Linked DNA regions of Zea mays: region 1 is linked to region 2. A link is a contact called in public Hi-C data. All regions are on one chromosome and are shown on one strand. Each heading gives the region's core, a stretch centred on a gene start, on an enhancer-like site or on the middle of the called end of the contact. The rest is flanking DNA. Distances are from core to core; before and after follow the strand shown. Region 1 holds the start of LOC100285436 (synaptic vesicle 2-related protein). Region 2 holds the start of LOC103643703 (patatin-like protein 3).

Evidence for each region. A called contact is a pair of places that touch in the nucleus more often than the background predicts.
Region 1: a contact with region 2 is called in a Hi-C map of tassel, with 2.3 times the contacts expected there. The contact joins the promoter of LOC100285436 here to the promoter of LOC103643703 in region 2. A contact is called at or near these places in 3 of 25 Hi-C or Micro-C datasets (bundle sheath, ear and tassel).

What each region holds. Positions count from the first base shown.
Region 1 is chr1:258,997,554-259,001,435 of Zm-B73-REFERENCE-NAM-5.0, forward strand. LOC100285436 (synaptic vesicle 2-related protein) reads left to right here and starts at 2,364. Exons shown (of 7, transcript NM_001158329.2): 1 at 2,364-2,595; 2 at 3,184-3,374; 3 at 3,528-3,804. The coding sequence starts at 3,548. It overlaps LOC109943771 (a long non-coding RNA gene), which reads left to right. Exons shown (of 2, transcript XR_002266851.2): 1 at 1-679; 2 at 800-1,017.
Region 2 is chr1:258,171,600-258,175,301 of Zm-B73-REFERENCE-NAM-5.0, forward strand. LOC103643703 (patatin-like protein 3) reads left to right here and starts at 1,838. Exons shown (of 1, transcript XM_020546829.3): 1 at 1,838-3,702. The coding sequence starts at 2,277. The coding sequence ends at 3,584.

The sequences.
Region 1 (3,882 bases), core at 1,114-3,613, 830 kb after region 2:
TGCACGCACTATTATATTGGTTGTACCGAGAGGGACTATAAGTCTTATCAGATCACACTAACTAAGTTTGTGGTATGGACACCACTATGTACGTGAGGGGATGAGGCTCGTGTCGTTTAGACCAAAATTTAATGGTGGAGACGACGAGGGTATTCAAGAGAGGTCACAAACAAAGCACAACTTGTGCGTGGAGAAAGACTAGGACTATACACAGAGTTACTTGGCCAGGAGCTTGGCTCTTGCATGGGTTTTCCTTACATGGGGCTCCAACGAGCATTAGGGAGGAGTTTCCATGCTTATCAATGCCTTAGTAAAAATACATGCACGTCAACGTAAGTTTTTATCTCTATCACACTTAAGCTTCCACGATTATATTATGTTACCTTAATTGTATGCTTTACCATCCTAGCTTAGTTATAGGCTAATGAATAGGATTGGAACCTACGTTCTATAACTCTCTGCAGTAGAGATAACAACACTTAGTCAAAATCATAGTTACACATAAGATAGTTTGTTTATTGTATAGGTTTTGACTAGGAGAAAAATAGAGGCATTAGTTTAGAGAAGAAATTAGGTCACCTAAATTAGCCCCCTTCTTAGGTGTCATCATTCCTTTCAGTCTCAATCAAGGCATCCAGACATAGGCGCTTGTTGGTTCTACATATGTCGTCGTTTTAATGTAAGTAATTATTTTATTTAGTTTTTGTTTATATATGTTATTAAATTACTTATTTTATTTAGTTTTTTCTTGATATATGTTATTAAATTACTGATAAGTTGATGTCATCGACCTATTTAGGACCATGAGAGGTGCCTTTTTGTAGAGCATGGATGGTCTTGAAAAGTTGGATGCAAGGTACTTACTTTTCAATGGCTAGTGCAGAGAAAGACGACCACTCGAGTGCTTCAAGCGGTGGGTTTCACGTCCATATAATTTCCCATCAATGATGAACGAAGAGAAGATCAAAGCTACCAATGAACACATTGAGAACCCTCCTCTACGTGATTATGGAGATGTAGTTGTCCTTATCTTTGTTTATCTTGATCCTTGTATTTACCCCTAGAATTAATAATGTCCTCGTCTGCACCATGAATATTGAAAGTGTCATTTTATTGAGTGGATGCATATACCTAAGTCTTATTGGTCAGAGCCAAAGAAAATGAGAAAGAAAAGAAACATATCATAGCCCTCCCAATCCTCTAAAAATGTGGAATTGAAGCACGCTACGCCCTAGTTCCTTTGGAGCTTAGAATAGACAATCGATGCGACCATATGGTTGATTACGATGAGGTTGGTGGGACATTTTTAAATACTTAAAATTGAACATTTGGCATATAATGACCTTTTGTCAATGGAGCACTAGAAAATGAAACTAAAAGGATTCCAAATTTAGACATGAATGTGAGGATACAATTCGATAGAAGCAAGTAATGCAACAAAAATCAAAATATGGATCTCAGTGTGTCAACAAATTTGTTAGAATCCAAAAAGATAAGTTACGTCGCCAAGCATAGAAACAAGATCTATTTAATTTGATATATCTAAGTACAAATGGGTGGTATGTTTGAGAGATGCAAGGGCCATGGAATGCCAGGTAGAAAGCAGAGGAGGAGAGGGCAAATGAGACAAAATTCAATTGCAACTCATGAATGACCTTGTTGCTGGTTTGCACAATGAGTGCTTGGATTGCCTTGGATTATGTAATTATTTTGATACCTTGTTTTTATTTTAATGTAGGTGGCTAATTTATCGTATTTCTCTTTGTAGGAAAAGAACAATATATGCAATGAGCACGCTAGTAAGGTAGCACATGTCAGGTTTGAAAGAAGAAAGACATAGGAGCATAAAGTAAAAATGGCTCTTTGTGTATTATCTCATATTACGGAGGTCCATGAAAGTGGTGAAGATAAAGAGGACACTTCTAGACTTTGCGAACTCATCGATCTTGCAGGAGAAGAAGAGCGAGCAAAGAAGGATGCTTGAATTCTCAAGCCACTGTAAATTGGAGACCAAATACTTCACACAAAAATAAGATAGGACATAGAAAGGTGAGCCTATCCACATGAATAAGATTATCGTAGAGGGTTGGAATGAGGACACTGCGTTACTTTACAATGGTGGTGATGATTAGCTTAACATGTTCTAGTCGATATTTTTGATAGCGTAAAATGCAGCGGTAGTTCTCCAATTTAGCACGCTGTGTCATTTGGATCATCAAATTAAAAAAACGGCAACATAGTTAGTCATGCTAGAAGGATTTCTGCGCTCAAACATATTTTTTCTAAGTAAATTCCTAATATTATTTTTAGAAATAGTTTTAAAAATAAAAATACCACCAAGACCGGAGCGCCCACTACTTCAAACGAAACTGAACATCTCACCAGAAGTGCTACGCTGATCTGCTCTCTAGGCGGCTCGCTCGTTACTCGTTCGTCTTACCGCCTCCCAACAAACAGCGAGCGGCGCGACCTAAGCCGCTCTGCGCCCACCGGCCAGCCGGGGCGGAGAGGGACCGACCGCTCCTCCGTTCGAAGTGCCGGTCCTGAGTCACCGGCGTCGCCCGCATCCGCTGCTCAGCTCGCCCGCCAGCCTGGGTTCGCTTCGTTTCCCTCCACTCCTCCCTTGCCCTCGCCTCTTACTGATTCCTTCGTTTCCTTCGTCTGTCCTCCTCCACCCCGCTCCAGGCCTGCCGTAGCCGAATACCGGTGGCGGTCTCCTCCTGCGAGAGTGCGGCGGGCGCACACACTAGGCTAGGCATACATGTACTGCTCGACTTAAGCGGCAGTGCTCTCACTGTATCTGTATGCACGCTCTGAAATTCGGCCCTGAACTATGGTCTATGGCAAAACCATGGACCTGTAGCTCCGCGTATTTACTCGTGGCGTTTCTTTAGTCTGAGTTGAGAAACCAGTGTCAAGAAGATGTACCCAATCAGCTGCCACTCAAAGTCGACGCTCCTGCGCATCTTCAGCCAATATACCGTACGATCTCTCTAGCCACAAGGAATATACTATGCCGAAATATGGCAGTTCGTCTCCGCTATCGTTACTATGCTGCCCATCTTCTGTAGTTATGCTTCCTTTGTGCTCTCAGCTTCTGTCAATAAAGCATGGCTCCCTTAATTTGCTGGGTGGATTACACTTGCCTTCTGTTTCTGAACATTGACCTCCTTCACTGTGCAGTGGCGATCGGCATCCTCTTTTACTCCAGAAAAATAAAGATCTTCTCGCAAAAGAAAAAAAGGAAAAAAAAGAGAAAATGTCAATGCACTGCAATGGTTGATTCTGAAACTTGGATCAGATAGACACTGATACTCATTCTACTCATCAAATAAGCGTTGTCAGATCACGGTGCTACACACACTGGTTCAGTGGTGAGTCCAGTATGTTCCCTAAAAATGGATTCGTTTTGTATATGGTATTGACAAACACTATAAAAGCAAATACGTGCAATCTCAAAATCTCTGATTGTTGGTTCACCACAAGTTTATGCTTGGAATTTCTTAGAGACACCTTTTGCTTTGCAGAATCTGCAGGTGCTGCTCATATGGAAACATACACTACTGATGACGCTCTTACGCTCATGGGGTTTGGAAAGTTCCAAGCACTTGTCCTTGCATATGCAGGAATGGGCTGGGTTGCAGAAGCCATGGAGGTCATGCTATTGTCATTCCTTGGACCAGTGGTGCGGGAAGAGTGGAATGTCTCTCCCCAAGACGAGAGTCTGCTATCCAGTGTTGTGTTTGCTGGCATGCTAATCGGAGCTTGTGCTTGGGGCTTTATTTCCGACAGATACGGAAGAAAGTAAGGATCTGCTCCAGCAAACTCTTTATGTTTCAATTTACAGGCCTTGGCTTCTTAAGGCAGGCAGGAATAATTTCA
Region 2 (3,702 bases), core at 588-3,087:
TTATTTCCTAAACTAGCCCTATTTACATAGAGTCTATGCACTCCATTGGGTGCGAAATAGACCATCTCCTAAGTTTTTGATCTAACGGCCACACACTCTACACGAAGTTGCTTCGCCTCGATGCACCCTTCACTGTGATGTCATGTGCCCTCACTGATTCTCTCTTGAACCGTCGCCGCCGAGTTTTGAGGCCCAAACCCAGCAAAACCCACCATCCGTAGCGCAGGGTGGTTTTGAGGCTCAAACACCAAACCACCGTGAGTATCGCACCGCGTGCACGTCCTCCACAACCAGACGCATGTCCCACCAGTCCTCGACCACGTCCTCGTGCGAGTGTTAGCCACCACGGTTGGTTACCCGTTTGCTCCGGCCCGTCAGCCAAGACCCAACGCTCGTCCTTCACCGCTCCCAGTCCATCAGCACGAGCCCGCATGACCTTCACCTTAGCCGCCGACCACCGTATCTATGCTCCACATCTACACACCACAAGCGGACCGACATGGTTGCACATACATAATCTCACACTCTGGTCAGTCCACTGACTACCCCAGAGTGCTATCCGTTGATAATCACTCATCATCAATCCAAACCACAAGGGAGAAGTCAACCTTATGTTCGCACAAAAGCAAGTGTAAATAGGAGTTTCAAATATCACTTGCATCCAACACAAACCAATAAGTTGTATAACCTATTTCCTGTTGGTTTATCGTATTCATCAAATCAGCAACCATCAAGGACATGGTCACAAATTAATTTGACAAATATGGCTACAATATAGAAGCAAATCCATATCCCAAATGTGATGGCTACAGTATAGAAGCAAATACAGACATGGTTGTGCTTACCTTGTGCGTGTAGCACGATAGCCCAGTTCCTCGGATGCTCTTCGCTGAGGCAATATAGTGCTGCGAGAACTAGTGATGGGTGGGTGGAGGAGAAGTGGTGATGAGAATGGCTAACGACGGAGAACTGCTGATGGGAGCGGCCGACGACGGAGAACTGTGGGGGCAGTTGGCGGTAGACAACTAGTGATGGAGGCAGGCGGGTGGAACAAGAGTTGGGTGGACCGGGAAAAATGTCGATGTGATAGATGGGACCGACGACGATTATTTTAGGGCAACCAAAATATTCCCTGTTTGTAGATACAGATGATGGAGATTTGAGGGATATAAAAAAAGATGGAAGAGGTTCAAAGGATCCGTTGGAGGTTTCATTATTCACTTTTTCCTTAAATTTCTGTTTAAGGAGGATTTTAAGGGACTTTTAGAGATGCTCTAACCAGCTAAAAAATATTATTTCACACGTTCATGTCATTATCTCACGAAACATGTGTACGCAAACGTGCAGTAAGCAACTCCGACAAGGCGACAAGATGAAACATGTTGTCATTGACATGATGAGCTAGTTTTACGAGCTTAAACAAACAGATAGATAGATATATGCTCGAAAAGCTTGTTTTAGGTAGGCACGTCACCAGCTGACCTTCTTTACAACGCCCCCCCTTTTTGTATCTCCTTCAATTATTTCGTGGATTAGAATTAGAGGCTTGAGAGAACCGGCTACCTAGCTACTTTGCCGGCACTTTGAGTGGAATGGACACGATTACAGGCTGCTAGCTGGCACATCGGTATACACAGAGCACGCACGTGTGCGCCATGAAATCAATCCCATGGAAAGGAAGAGCAGGCATTGCAATGCAGTGTCGGCAGGAGGGCCATGCAGAGAGATGAACCCGAAACGATGCAATGCAATGAATGATTAATCGTTTCTCAATTGAAGGAATCCATGGTGAATTCAATCTACATAGAGAGAACTGCAACTGCCTAGCTACTTCCTCCATCCCAAACTATAATCGAAGCTTCGTCGTCGGGTGCGCGCGCGCGGCCACACCCACACCCATGCCCAGGTGATCCATTCCAGCGGAGCATAGCATAGCATTCGGCGCTTCCTGCGACCTTCGTGTCGGGTCGTCTCTCGTCTGCTGTCTGTCCCACCCGCACCCGCCGATCCAGATTCCGTACCGTACGCTAGCTAGCTGTCCGGCGCAGCCCGAGCGTGCCACGTCGTGCGTCCGGGGGGAGCGATAGCATGCTCCCGGCCTCGAGGTAGGATGGAGGACGCGTCCTATAAAAAGCAGCAGTCGCAGTCTCACTCTCACACATCACGAGCTTTCTCGAGCTCCACCGGCAGCCAAGCTACGTGTTCCCACCCTAGTCTACTCTAGCGGCCCTTGTCCTGCTGCTTGCCTTGCTTGCGCCTGTGATACTGAGCGGGAGATGGAAGCGTACGCGGCAATGGCGTCGCCGCCCACGAAAGGCATGGGCGTGGACAAGCTCAGCTACGAGATCTTCTCCCTGCTCGAGAGAACGTTCCTCCTCGGCCCCGGCACGCCTCCCCGGGCGCTTCTGGACGGCGGGCGCGTGCGGGTACTGGCGATCGACGGCTGCGGCGCGGGCGCCGAGGACGCGCTCCTGGCCGCCGCCGCGCTCGCGCGGCTCGAGGCCGGGCTGCGCGACCGCACCGGCGACCCGGACGCGCGCGTGGCCGACTTCTTCGACCTCGCGGCTGGCGCCGGCGCGGGCGGAGTGCTCGCCGCGATGCTGTTCCTGAGGGGCGCCGACGGCCGGCCGCGGTACACGGCCAACGAGGCGCTCGCGTTCGTGGCCGGGAGCATCGGCGGGAAGGGCTGGGGAGGCCGCCGGCGCGGGCCGTGGGCGAAGCTGTTCCGCGGCGCCGCCCGCGGCGGGGACCGGTCGTTCTTCCGCAGCGCGTTCGGAGACGCGACGCTCAGGGACACCGTGGCGCCGCTCCTCGTGCCGTGCCACGACCTCGCCACGGCCGCGCCGTTCGTCTTCTCCCGCGCCGACGCCGTCGAGAGCGACAGCTTCGACTTCCGACTCCGCGACGTGTGTGCCGCCACCTGCGCCGCGGGTGGCGCGCTCGCGAGCGTGAGGTCGGTCGATGGCGCCACGGCCATCGCCGCGGCGTCCGGGGGAGTGGCGGCCATGGGCAACCCGGCCGCGGCGGCCATCACGCACGTGCTCCACAACAAGCAGGAGTTCCCCCTCGCCACCGGCGTCCAAGACCTCCTCGTGCTCTCCATCGGCGCCGGTGCCTCGGCCACCGTCTGCGACGGGTCCAGCACGCCCATGCCCGCGCGTTCTCCGTCGCCGCGGGAGCTGGCGCGCGTCACCGCCGAGGGCGTCGCGGATATGGTGGACGAGTCGGTGGCCATGGCGTTCGGAGACGCGTGTGGATGCAAGTACGTGCGCATCCAGGCCCGCAAGGCGCCGGCGCCGCTCCACGCGGCAGCGGGAGCGATGCTTGCGCAGCGCAGCGTGGAGTCGGTGCTGTTCCGGGGGCGAAGGCTGTCGGAGCGGACCAACGCGGAGAAGGTGGACGCGCTCGCCGCGGAGCTTGTTAAGGAGCAGGAGCGGCGGCGGCACAGCCCGCTTCCGAACGTAGCCATAAAGCAGGTGGCCACGCCGCGGCTGTCGTCGGCGACCACGACGTCGTCAGGCACCGCGACGGCAAGGACCGCATCGACGATGCCGTCGCCGGCGTCGTGGGATTCTCGTCGATAGTTGAGTTAATTAGGGCATGTACAATGCTTAGACAGTTGCCGTCTGTAAGCGCTTAGAAGTTCGCATATAGATAACATAATAGACAGTGGGTTGTCTGTTTACACTGTCTACGTAGTTT